Linked DNA regions of Capsicum annuum: region 1 is linked to region 2. Evidence: chromatin contacts called from public Hi-C data. All regions are on one chromosome and are shown on one strand. Each heading gives the region's core, a stretch centred on a gene start, on an enhancer-like site or on the middle of the called end of the contact. The rest is flanking DNA. Distances are from core to core; before and after follow the strand shown.

The links. Hi-C and Micro-C count contacts between places; a contact is called where the count stands out from the background.
Region 1: a Hi-C map of leaf shows a contact between it and region 2, with 1.9 times the contacts expected there. The contact joins two enhancer-like sites. A contact is called at or near these places in 2 of 5 Hi-C or Micro-C datasets (leaf and placenta).

What each region holds. Positions count from the first base shown.
Region 1 is chr1:21,195,940-21,202,649 of UCD10Xv1.1, reverse strand. LOC107869596 (protein SENSITIVE TO UV 2) reads right to left here. Exons shown (of 12, transcript XM_047395133.1): 8 at 6,264-6,587; 9 at 6,074-6,180; 10 at 5,449-5,597; 11 at 5,083-5,279; 12 at 2,512-3,265. The coding sequence ends at 3,001. Among protein-coding and RNA genes, the nearest start is that of LOC107869596, 13 kb to the right of the region's middle. Within about 2 kb of position 1,534, at least 3 of the 5 cell types and tissues checked have an H3K27ac peak or open chromatin away from gene starts, as enhancers often do. A contact at or near this core is called in leaf, where this site is marked.
Region 2 is chr1:21,100,170-21,106,797 of UCD10Xv1.1, reverse strand. LOC107869580 reads left to right here. Exons shown (of 3, transcript XM_016716096.2): 3 at 2,629-3,012. The coding sequence ends at 2,823. Among protein-coding and RNA genes, the nearest start is that of LOC107869580, 5.5 kb to the left of the region's middle. Within about 2 kb of position 4,692, at least 5 of the 5 cell types and tissues checked have an H3K27ac peak or open chromatin away from gene starts, as enhancers often do. A contact at or near this core is called in leaf, where this site is marked.

The DNA.
Region 1 (6,710 bases), core at 285-2,784, 99 kb before region 2:
GTCCATACCATATAAACTTGGTCAACGGTCAGAGGGATCTAAAATATTGTATTTTAATGAGTTGAGTGGTTCAGATGGCAAAAGTGTAAGTAGAGGTGTTCACTTTACAAACTCGGACAAGTGTAAGGGTCCACGAGATCATTTTGCCCTTTATTTTCTCTCTTTGAAGAAATTTTTTGAAGACGTTTGGAGAAACATGTTTGGTTTAATCTTCATCTTTGCATTGTATTGGGCTTTGCAATATTCTAAAAAATTACGATGTCTGGCAAGCAAAAAGTGATTAAAAGTGTATTTACAAATTTATAAACAAAAAAATGATATTACCCCAAAACTTGAAGCACAAGTAGTTTCCTTAAAACAACAAATAAAGATAGAACAACAATCTTCCAATCTCCTACTAATTTGACTCAAATTAAGGAAACGTGTTTAGTCTTCACAAACTATTTATTTCCATAAATAGCTCTTTTTCCTAAACCCAAATTAATAAGGATAGGGCATCCAAGTCTCGGTGATGTATCGCGAAAATTAAAATTCGATATTTATGTAATTATCAAAATATATATATATATATATATATATATATATATATATATATATATATATATAATTGAGTACTAAACAGTTGCGACTTATTAAAGTTGCTCATACATTTTTCACACACGTAGTACGCTAAGGACCAACTTTCTCTTTTTCTTCCTAGGAATTTGAGATGATATTAGTAATGGAAGGAATTTTAATACATGTATTAGCATGGTTAAAGACACAATTACCCTGTAGCAAGCATTATAACTATGCTATATTCTGCATTATTCTATTACACCCTACCAAACGACCCCTTTGTGTATTACATGCTCGCATTTGTTTTGTCCTTTCCTTAACTATTTCATATGTTAATCGAGTTGTTTGGTTTTATTATAGCTGTCTTTGGAGACCTTATTTGGAGAAACATGTTTGGTTTAATCTTCATCTTTGCATTGGATTGGGCTGTGCAATACTATTACTAAATGGTGGAACAAGCAAGCAAAAAGTGATTAAAAATGTACATTTCAAGTAATTAAATATTAAATGTGCTCATGAATCAGATATCACACGGACTAAAATAAGAATTTACAAATAATTTATAAACAAAAAAAATGTTATTAACCCAATAAATTAAAGCACAAGTAGTTTCCTTAAAACAACAAATAAAGATAGAACGAGAATCTTCCAATCTCCTACTAATTTGACTCAATTTGGAAAAACGTGTTTAGTCTTCACAAACTATTTATTTCCATAAATAACTTTTTATCCTAAGTCCAAATTAATAAGGAAACTGAACTATTCGAATCCAAATCAATTTAGGAAAACAAAAACAATTATAAACAGTGGACTCTTTCACTGGAAATTAATATCCCAAATTTTTTTGTTGACAAAGAAAAAAGAATGGGAAAGAGAAATCGAGAGTATAGCCAGCACCAAAGAAGAAAATTCACAAACTTGAAACAGTTTTTACTTGTCCATTTTGTTGTCATGAAAGAGCAGTAGAATGTCCCATTGATATCAAGAATTTGATTGGAGAGGCCATCTGCTACAATTGCAAAGCAAAATTTAGTATGATTGTTACATCTTTGACTGAACCTATCAACATATACCATGAATGGATCGATGAATGTGAGCGCGTCAATAAAAGAGGTGTTCCTGAACAAGTTTACTAGATGAAAAGTAATGTATTTCCGATTGTGATAGGTAGTCTTGTTAGAGTATGTGATTTTGTACTTAAGTAACCATTTTGTTATGTCACCATGTTCTCTTTTTTTCATAGTAGTAGCTGCGCCTTAGCACATCTCTTTTCTTGCAGGAATGCTAATGCTCTGTAATGCGAGCCTCATACAGAGTCGTGCTCCTTTAATAATAGTATAAATAACATAAATACCGATCATTTTGAAAGTAATTACACTCTCTCCCACTTTTTTAATTACTTTACTCTCTCCCTATTAATATATATAACATAACCGACATACGCATAGCATTCTGTGTATATGTTGAGATTTTTGTAATATGTTTAGAGAGTTGGGGTTTTTTGTACTATTGAAAACATAAGTTGTGTATTTGTATAATTTTTAGTTAATATAAAGGGAAGAAGGGGGCCCGGCTTCTTTTCCGTACCAACCCTTAATTACATCTTTTGTTGAGTGTATAGCTTTCCATACCAATCCATATCCATATCCATTCTTTACTAGCGCATTTTTTTCGTATGTATAACTCGGTAGAGCATTAGATTTTTAACCTAATGATGTATGTTGGTTGAATGAATATATAGATGTGAATGTGTCTATATCTAAGCCGAAGAGACAAAAATCGTAAATATAGCATTATTTTAATGGCGAGTTAGTTTGTAAATAAAGAATTATCATGATCACTTGGAAACCTCGATCCTGAATCCCCACATTCGTTTTTCTCCATCCGTAACTCAATAAGGTGACAAAGCCATTACAAGATTATGCCCGTACCCAACTTAAAAAAAATAAGAAACAAAAGAAATTATAGTAAATATTCCCTATAAAACATGTTCATCTTTATCTTAATGAATATAATAGTCTCTTTAAACATCTTCGTCTTGATGAATATAGGGTGATTGGAAATGCAACTATTTAAGGGTTACATAGGGAGAGAAACCAAAACAACAAAAATTACCCCTCCCAATGATGGGTTGGATGACTCAAATGGAAAGACTGCTCCCTCTCCTCCCAAGCTAGAAAATTATACATTTAATACGACATCTAACGTTATATTTTGGCCAAGACAAAAATACATTACAAATATATACAGAAAATTGATACCTACACTACACCTTATATATCAGAGTGATCAGAAATGCAACTTTTGCTGAAAATCTAATCAAAGGAATCTCAGCACAGAAGCTGCAACATTGCTCCACGGCTGTTGCTGTCAAATATCATAACTCGATAGTTCCATGGGTGCTTCTGCACTTTTCAGAACAATTTAGTTTTCAAGCTTCTTTCATTGGCTGCTACCTCCAAGAAACGTGAAGACTCTTCTAGTCAACACCTGAGCTAAATCTATGATTTCGGATTCCCTAATCTGCCGAGTCATGCTGACATCCTGCCAGAAGAATGTATGTTTACTGGATAATCTGCTTGTTACATCAACAGTCAATGTGGCCTTCTCTCGACTGTTTGTTAATGCCCGAAGAGCATGGCTGGAGTACTTGGGATGGGAAACCAGTCTATTCAAGAGTATGAGTACCTCTCGAACGAGCAAGGTCCTGGCAAATAGAACAAATAGAAGAGATTGAGAAAATGAAATTTCAATACAATCAACAACAAACCCAGGGTATTCCCACAAGTGGGGTCTGGGGAGGGTAGAGTATACGCAGTTCATACTGCAACCTCAGCTGAAGTAGAGAAGCTGTTTCCGATAGACCCCCGACCAGATAACAAAATATAAAAGCAAACAAACAAACAAGAGGCTACAAGACACTACAAACACCAATACAAAACGAGCACTCTCTCCTACTATTACGAACGTACTCCTACCTACCAACCCTCTACCCTAATCTGCGTCCTCCACACATTCCTATCAAGGATCATGTCTTCCGTTAGCTGTAACTGCCCCATGTCCTACCTAATCACCTCCCTTCAATATTTCTTCGGCCTACCCCTCCTAAAACTATCCATAGTCAGCCTCTCACACCTCCAACTCCAAACTGGAGCATCCGTGTCCCTCCTCATCACATGCCCGAACCAACGCAACCTCACTTCTCGCATCTTGTTCCCCTACCAAAGCCACACCCATCTTCTCCCAAATAATATCATTTCTTACCTTATCTCTCCTGATACGTCCACACATCCACCGCAACATCCTCATCTACGCCACCTTCAACTTTTGGACGTAGGAATTCTTAACAAGCCAACACTTACTCCATACAACATAGTCGGTCGGACTGTCACTCTATAGAACTTACCTTTAAGCTATGGATGCACCTTCTTATCACACAAGACTCCCGAGGCGAGCTGTCATTTCAACCACGCTGCACCAATACGGTGCGAGACATGCTCATCAATCTCACCATTCCCCTGAATTATAGACCCAAAATACTTGAAACTCTCTCTCTTCTGAATGGCCTGAGAATCCAACTCCACAACCACGTCACCCTCATGCAGCAAATCACTAAACTTACACTCCAAGTATTCCGTTTTAGTCCTGCTTCACCTAAAACCTTTAAGCTCAAGAATCTGTCTCCAAACCTCCAACTTATCATTAAATTTAACTCCACCCTGAGTCTCATCAATCAGTACAACATCATCTGCAAATAACATACACTAAGGCACCTCCCATTGAATACGCCGTATCAAAACATCCATCACCAAGGCAAACAAAAATGAACTAAGAATTGATCCTTGGTACAACCCTGTCAAAAGAGGAAAGTGCTCTGAATCTCCTCCTACCGTCCTCACACGCATCTTCGCACCATCGTACATATCCTGAATTGACCTAATGTACGCCACGAGCACCCCTCTAGCCTCCAAACACCTCCACAAAAACTCCCTAGGAACTTTGTCATACGCTTTCTTAAGATCAATGAACACCGTGTGCAAGTCATTGTACTTTACCGCATGGAAAACTCAAAAAATAAAAAAGCAATTTGACACAGTAAATGGAACTAGAAATGGGAAGACAACTCAGCTATATAGAGTGCACATCGATGTAGCTACAAATAGAGAGGTAAGAGTGTACATTGATGCATCTAAAATAGGACACCGAACAAACTAACTCCATTTCATACATATGCTCTTTTATTATAGCTGTGGTGTCCGGACAAGCTTGTGAGCACCTCGACTAATTCCAAAGCATACCTGTCACCTCCCACCCACACCAGGTATAAGGTAACTCTATCCACCAAATCTAAGATAGACGGGAAGAAATCACCTAGTGTTTTTTTTCTCTTTGCTGGAACTCAAACCTGAGACCTCATTTTTCTCACCCACTTCATTGACCACTAGACCACTAGGCCACACCCTTGGATGCATATGATTGGAAAGTCAAAATACATCTCAAACACAATTAAATGCCCAAAGATACCTCTCTTTGAATACTTCAGGCTGCTGAGCAGTATCCGATTCTTCTAGATCCAAATCGCATACCAAGCTTTGCAAAATAATTGCAGGGAAATCCTTTCCTTTGGGAAGCCCGTAATTTAATAGAATCTCAACACCACATTTTCCAGATGATGCGAAGAAAGCTAGCAAAATGATAGTGTGCCTCCGAAGCTGTAATTCCTGAATAATTAGAGAATTAAGGGTAATAAAAAGCAGGAAAGGGAAAATTCTATTCTTGGAAAATTACAGACAAAATCCATGCTAAATACAATAGCAATAATTCAGAGGTGTTATAGGAAATGAGAAAAGGTGAGACGATAGGATAATTGAAGTTAAATACTAGGCTTACCTCGGTATTACTTCCAGTGCAGGTGATACACTCTGCCAAACTCTCAAAGATTGCACTGATTACGGAAAAAGTTGAACTTTTATTGGAATTGGTATCAACCATGCCACTGCCATCTCCCTCCATCAAACAGCTGCAGAATGAGGCCATTACTGTTGGACCTTTATTGAATAGTATAGTCAGGAAAACCATTACACAAAGCAAAAACAAACTGAGTGATTTGGAGAGGCATTTGATCTCAGCAATAACCTTTACATCTTGAAAGTGTATCTTACTATTAACAGCAATCTACCACAACTACCACTGTGTTGCATGAGTAAAAATAAAATAACATTTAATGAAGTATTCTTCCTTGCTAAATAAACTAAGAGAAGGTGCATCAATCTTTAACTTGAACCAGAAAGAATATATTGGTTTATTCTCCATAAGATAGTATAGACACTGTTGGAAGAGAAAATGTGATATAAATAACCAGATGTGGTAGCTCAAGTAGTAAAAACTTCATACTGAACATTGAGGTGCAGTATGCTAGTTGAACTGTTCAAGAAAGAACTTACAAGAGCCAGATATATCAAATTGATATATGAACATAAGCTCAACACATAACCAAACAGAAATATGTGCTTACAATTTAGTAGCATATGAAGAAGATGCACAGCTTTCCTCTTCACATGCAAGCGAGCTCCCTTCTTCAATAACTTTACAGTACTTTGGAATAGTCTATCTGTTCCATATCTATATAAAAGAGGAAATAGCATGAGCATATCACAGAGCTCTAAAAATATTTGTAAACTAGTGAGAAAAGGATATGAACTTACTTGTCCCTCTCCAAGTAGGCATTACTTCTTGCAACAATCAGATTCATGACTGAAACTGCTTCAAGTCTTACATGTTCTACGTCATGAATCATGACAATCTCACACATTAATTCAAACAGAGGAATGTAGTTGAAAGAAGATGATATCAAACAGCTAGATCCACAATTGATGAATCCCGTATCCAATCTCAGGCCATCAGCAGCTTGATCAAATATTTTCTCAGCATGGACATGGGGCAGCCCTTTATTTCCAGGATATCCATACTCATACAGTTCTGACGCATTATTCCAACAAGTAGGTTTCCCGTCAACCACAATATTGTCCCTGGTACAGTACAGTGAGAAGATCAAAACAAAGCATATAAAGAAATTTCTGGATAAGATGATAGGGACCGTCTTTTCTCCTTTTCTTTTCCTTAATTTATTTGTTTTAGCTTTTTGACATTAT
Region 2 (6,628 bases), core at 3,443-5,942:
AGATTGGTTACTGAATTCTGTTTATTGGATTTCACTAACAAAGATTTCCTAGAGAATGAATACTTTGTGCACTTTTTCCTTTTGGGTGGGGAAGTAAAATGACAAAACAAGAAATTAAGAAAATCTCTAAATGGAAAAGAAATGTCGTCAACTTCTTTCCGTTCTTCTCTGGTTTCAATTCCTCTCACTTCATTGATTTTTCTTGATATGTTTATCTGAATAAAAACAAACTGGTATTCACTATCAACCTTGCAATTGTTTTGTCAGATATCTATTTTTGAATTTTTTTTCTTGTTTCAGATTCTACATCAATAGTGTCATAAAATTCCAGTTGGAAAGTATCTTTGCTCTTTTTCCTTTCTTTTTCCTGTACAAAACTTTGCATCCATTTTTCTTATCATTAAACATTCGGAAAAGGGCTTAAAATGCCCTTCAACTATGTAAAATAGTGCAAAAATGCCTTCATCTAACTAGTGGGCTTAAAATGCCCTTAATGTCTGCCTATTGGGCCTAAAATGCCCTTTCCGTCGACTATTGGGCTTAAAATGCCCTTCATGTCTGCCTATTGGGCCTAAAATGCCCTTTCCGTCGACTTATTGGGGCTATTTTACCCTTTTATTTAGGCAAATTATATGAAAGGCATTTTTATATATTATATCAAAATTTTATGCTTTTCATTTTTATTGCCTACTTTCATGATGCCTCCATAAAATATATGATATATTTATACCATAAACATTGATGGTATATTTATATATTATACAAATTATAGTTATATCATAAGAATATATGGTATATTTATACCATACAAATTATATTTATACCATATAAATTATATTTATACCATAAACATGCATGGTATATTTTAGATATAAAAAGTTTATACCGTGTAATACTGGAAATATATATTTATATTTAATAAATAATTTTTTAACAAGAAAAGTACTTCCGACATAATGAGATATACCATGAATATTTATCCCGTAAATTATATTAAAAATATAATAATAACCTCACTTTGAAGTAAATTATATTTATACAACAAAAATACATGGTATATATATATATACTTCCAACATAATAATTTTATTCCATTAATATTTATTCATAAAAAATTATGGTTAACCCATTACATTAGAATTTAAAATACACGATAATGAAATAATACTAGATGATTAACATACATGAAAACAAAACGAAACATACACGAGCAAATAATAGAATACTTAGTTTATTTAAAAATATTTGAATTTTGAATATAAGAGACAAAGATTTGAAAGCAGGGAGATTGAAAAAATATCTCTTAAATTAAGGTGAATTGATAATTAGTTATAGCATTCAATTAGGAATTATAATTATTTTTTCTCATTTTATATATGTAAAAAAAAAGAAACTTTTATTTTTATCATATTGAAAAAGTACTATTATTTATGTAATTAAATTTTAAGGATGGTCTTTTCATGTAATTTGCCTAAATAAAAGGATAAAATAGGCTCAATAGGTAGACGGGAAGGACATTTTAGGTCCAATAGGTAGGTGAGAAGGGCATTTTTGGCCCAATAGGTAGACGGAAAGGACATTTTAGGCCCAATAGGTAGACAGAGGACGTTTTTGCACCATTTTACATAGGCATTTTAGGCCTCTTTCCGTTAAAACATTTATAAACTAGTCTGCTTTCTGACTTTATTTTGTGCCTTATTAGATAGGTGTGATAAAAAGGCACATTCTTGTGTGCTCATCATATTGAGTCCTAAAATTTTGATTTCTGTATTAGTATGCCAGATTGAATAATTCTTCTTTGCCTTATGTATGTTGGCTTTTGAATTGGTTAGGATTATATCACGTGCATTAGAATATGTCTATCAGTGGAGATTTGTCCTTAAAAGGAAGGATGATATCCTGATGGGAAATACAACCTCAGCATTCAAAGGGAACCCTTCCTTGATTTTGTTTGGAAAATACAATCTCAACATACAAAGAGAAGCCTTCTTGATTATTCCTTTGTGCATGACAAAGTGAATTAGGAAAGAAAGGTTCTACAAAAAATGAATACGGAAACGAAAGGAGCACCCAAGGGTGTGGTCTAGTAGTCAATGAAGTGGGCTGAGAGCGAGATCTCAGGTCCGAATTCTACTGACAAAAGCACTAGGTGATTTTTCCCATTTGTCCTAACCTTACCTTGGTGGACAGAGTTACCTGATAGTTGACACGTGCAAAAGCTGGCTCAGACATCACGGTTATCAAAATAAAAGAAAGAGGTCTGCGCAATTGCTGAATAGAAGATTACTCTGTAAAGCTAGGTGCTTAGCTAGCACAATTTGTTCCCTGTAGATTCTCACGATAACTTTTGGCTTTTTGTTAGCTCCCTAATTCTAGAGTGGACTGTTTTCGCTTAGGAGCTAGCTCAGTTTTAATTTTGGATGCAATATCTTTTGGAGTTTCACATCTTCGTGATGCAATCACTGAAACAATTTACTTCATCAACAAAAATAAAAATGAGAATAATAAGATTACTTTGTATTGCTCAAAAAAGTAATATGGTCACTTTGCCTCTCCAGCTCCATTTTATACCTGTTTATTTACTTCTTAGGACTGCTAACCCGGAACATATGTATTTGTTACGCACAGGATGGGAGAATATGGAAGGAACGAGTGTCTGCAGTGCGAAGAAGGGCTGATATTCCTGTTGTGGAGGAAGGAACAACTGCAGAGGCTGAGGCAGCTGGAACAAAATCTAGACCACCGATGAATCGGGTTATTCTTCCATCAATCAGTGCGCCTGAACACAGTATCCTCAAACTACTGGAGGAATCTGGAATTTAGCGGATGCATTGCTAGACCTGTCTCAGAGTACCTTTGTTATACCAGATAAACCTGATGTTTTATACGTCTTTCGAAGTTTCTCTTCTTGCTTTCCATGAAATGTTTGTATTTTGTTTATATAGGAAACTTCACACATTTGAATGTAAATATTTCTTTCATACTGATTGAAATATAGTGTTCAATTGCTCAGTATGATTTTCATTACCTAATTGTATCTTCTAGGCGTGTTTAAAAACGATACATTACCATTTGCAATAGATTTACTCATAAGACATACCAAGGAAATTATGTGATGATTGGAACTAAAAACGCGCATGTCAAATGTGTACAGAATTTGAAGCAGCTTCCACTGTTGTCTATGGTATTACCTGTAGCTGTCTAGAGAAAATTTGAAGCTGCCCTTCTACATTCTTTGTGTGCTAGTATGAGTTTGAAATTGTGCACTTGTTTTGAAGAACTGACATAGAATGTTCTTTCACTTTGCATTTTGCCTCAAACTGTGGTTCTGTAGAAGGAATACTGCTGAGTTCTTCAAAATGGACTTGATCTCTTTTCATTGTAAACCATGTTTATTCATAGCATTTGATCTTATATTGTGGAGAAAAAAATTATAGCATCCGAGTACCCAAGGGTGCGGCGTAGTGATCAATGAAACATGATGGCCTTCAAGGTCAGTGGCATCAGGCATGTGATGAAAACTAAGGACATCAGGGTTAAAATAATGCTAGGTGAAACTTCCCATCTAAGCTTTGGTTGCTAGAATCAACTGATGCATCCCATCTAAGCTTTGGTTGCTAGAATCAACTGATGCATGTGCTGGTGAGAGTTAACAAATACTTGATAAAATAGTTGAGGGACATATAAGTTGGTTCAAACTCCACCATTCTCACAACTTGTTTTGGCATATTTTCAGTCACTTCCTTCTTAGAGAAACCATGTGCTGGTATGATTTGTTTTCAAGAATGATGGGTTTGCTTCTCAAATTAGCATCATTAAGCTAGGATTTTACAGCGTAGCTTAATGTGGAGATATCCATTTTCTTGGAGAGATCCAAATAAGATAAACTGACATACTGACAGTAAGGTTAGTGCAAGTAGTGGTTATATCATATAGTATGTCCTCATTAAGAAAGAAGTGAAGGAGGCCCTGTATGAGCTGTATGCTAATGAATTGGCATTAAAGGCATGAACAACAGTAATTAAAGGGGGAGGGAAAGAGTCTTTCATTGATAGAAATGTACATGCATTTTACACTATGATATGCTGGTTTCATTCCTGATAGACAAGTTGTTTGGTACCTGCGTTATTGTATGAAATAATACAGATATGCGCAAACTGAAGCAGACACTGCCATTAAAAGAAAAAGACACCTGACCTGATTCTTCAACCAGCTGTTAAGAGAGTAGAGTCGAAATGGAAATTTAGAAGAGCTAAACAGTCAATTTTGGAACATCAAATGGATTATGCTCAACTGTGGGATTCACAAGGTGTTTTCGAGCTCCCCGGAAGCTCCCGTGATTCATCCATGATCTCCATTGCCATCTTTGATGCATTTCTTGGACATGACTTTTGTCAAGTTTTCCATGACCTAGTCCTATATCAGTTGAATACACTGATGTAAAAGAGCTGAAAATGATGAACAAAAGAAGGTAGGAGAAAGGCTTAAGCTTCAGGACCATTATGTTGTGGCTTTTGTAGTTGATATGCATTTCCTGGATTATTGATGCTTCTTATAGAGGAAAAAACGTGTTGCTTTTTTCTACATTTAAGAGTCACAAGAAATATCATTTTGGATCACATCACACAGTAAGTCACACTCTGAATATTGATTGCTTGTGTTAATCAGTACCTGTGATTATTGGTGTTTTGTTTCATTGTAGGGTCATGTGTCTCTACTTGTGTTGTTGCCATCATTCTGTTGGTGGAGTTGTGTTGCTGAAATGAATGCATTTAGGATTGAATCATGACTTTTGAGAGGACAATTATCTCTTTTTATTTTATAAATGAGTTTAACTTCAGCGCACCTACAACATAAAAGAAACTTTATACTACCAAATTCACATAAAAGATTACTGAAGGTAACTGTTTGTAGGAAGTTGGATTAGCCGCTAAAAGTAAGGAGGTAACCAACAACAACAACAAAATACCCGGTGTAGTCCCATAAGTGGCTTTGAGGATAGTAGTGTGTACGCAACTTTACCTCTACCTTGGAGAGGATGTTTCCAACGGACTGTTAGCGTAACTAACACATATATGAAACAATATAAAAGGAAATATAGTAATGAAAAAGTCATGATGAAAACTATGGAAGTAACCTACAAAAGGTAAAAAATATTGATAGTATAATTTTTTTACACTGATAGTACAAATACTTTTTGACAGTTAAATCATTTATAAAAGAAATAGTGTAGTTAGTGTTAAACAGACATTATTAGTGATGGAAAAGGTGAAAAAAAATTACTTCTACCTACCATGTGAAGGAAGAATCCAATCCCAGCATGGACGAGGAAATTTGGAATCAAGTTCCTTTTGTTTTTATTTTTTTCTTTCAATTTTTTTACATAATGGGATTTTTTTTAGTTTGATCTTTTTATATTTCGCAATGGGAAGAGTCAATTGCAGCTTGTCCCCTTGCATATAATGAATGGTAAAAATGTTTTTATCTTTATTAATGTGTCTTGACTTTGAATCCTGAAAATAATTTTTCTAGACAGGAGCGGATGCGGATGTTTAAAGCGGATACCGCAAACAGGATGGAAAACAAAAAATGAAATCTTGGTATCAACTTGTGTGATCCCTTTCAGTATTCTCTTCATTAATTTTGTTGACTTTTCTTCTTATAGTTGTTGAGCATCCAAACAAAACAAACCTCAAATGTAACTATTGGATGATGTCTTAGTTTTTCAAATTATAGCTCTTCTCCTCATATCTTAGGTATATGTGTCGGCAAATACTTGGGAAATACTTTCAACATTCTTACTCAAAGACTTCGGGTTAAAGCCTTCAGAGGCTGATCAAGGACCTTTTAGGTTCTTAGCGTTGAACCCATTGACAAGTTATTCAAAATGGGGACAAAGGGTGTTTTTGTTACTAGTAAACAATGTATGTTGCACCTACTTGCTATGTATGCAGTGCTCAGCGTTGATTGTCATGTATAATTATCCTTTGCTTCAAGAAGAAGGGGGAATAATTCACTTGCTTACACTTTTGGCATGCCTATAGGTAGAATCTTCATCTGTGTAACACTATATAAATTAGTATTTGTTGACTGCTACTTTGAGAGAAACCATGTGGTACTATTATGATGATTTTGGTCCACAATGATGAGTATTGTTCGTATATACAGCCTAATTAGAGATAAATTAGGTGTTTTTTATCGGCTTAAATTATGATTTATTGTTCGACTTTGTGTGGAGGTCACAAGTTCAAGCTTCTTGCTGAAAGGTATAGGGTAAGACTACGTACAATAAACCGTTGTGGTTCGGCCCTTCCTCGAACCCTGCTCATATAGCGTGAGTTTTAGTGCACTTGGCTGTCCTTTTTTGTTAGACCTCATTATATAGCGACTATCTTGGGGCTTCCATTTTTGTTGACCTGTCTTGAATCGGAAAAGACGTTATTCAAGATATAACATACGGGTGGAGATGTTCTATTTGAACGAATTCAACTTGGTGGACAGAGTTATCATGTATTTCTGTGGATGGAAGATAGCAAGTACTCGATGGAATAGTTGAGTCACACACTAGCTGGACCAGAAAACCACTATGTTACTAACAACTAACAGCTAAGCCTCAATCCCAACTTCC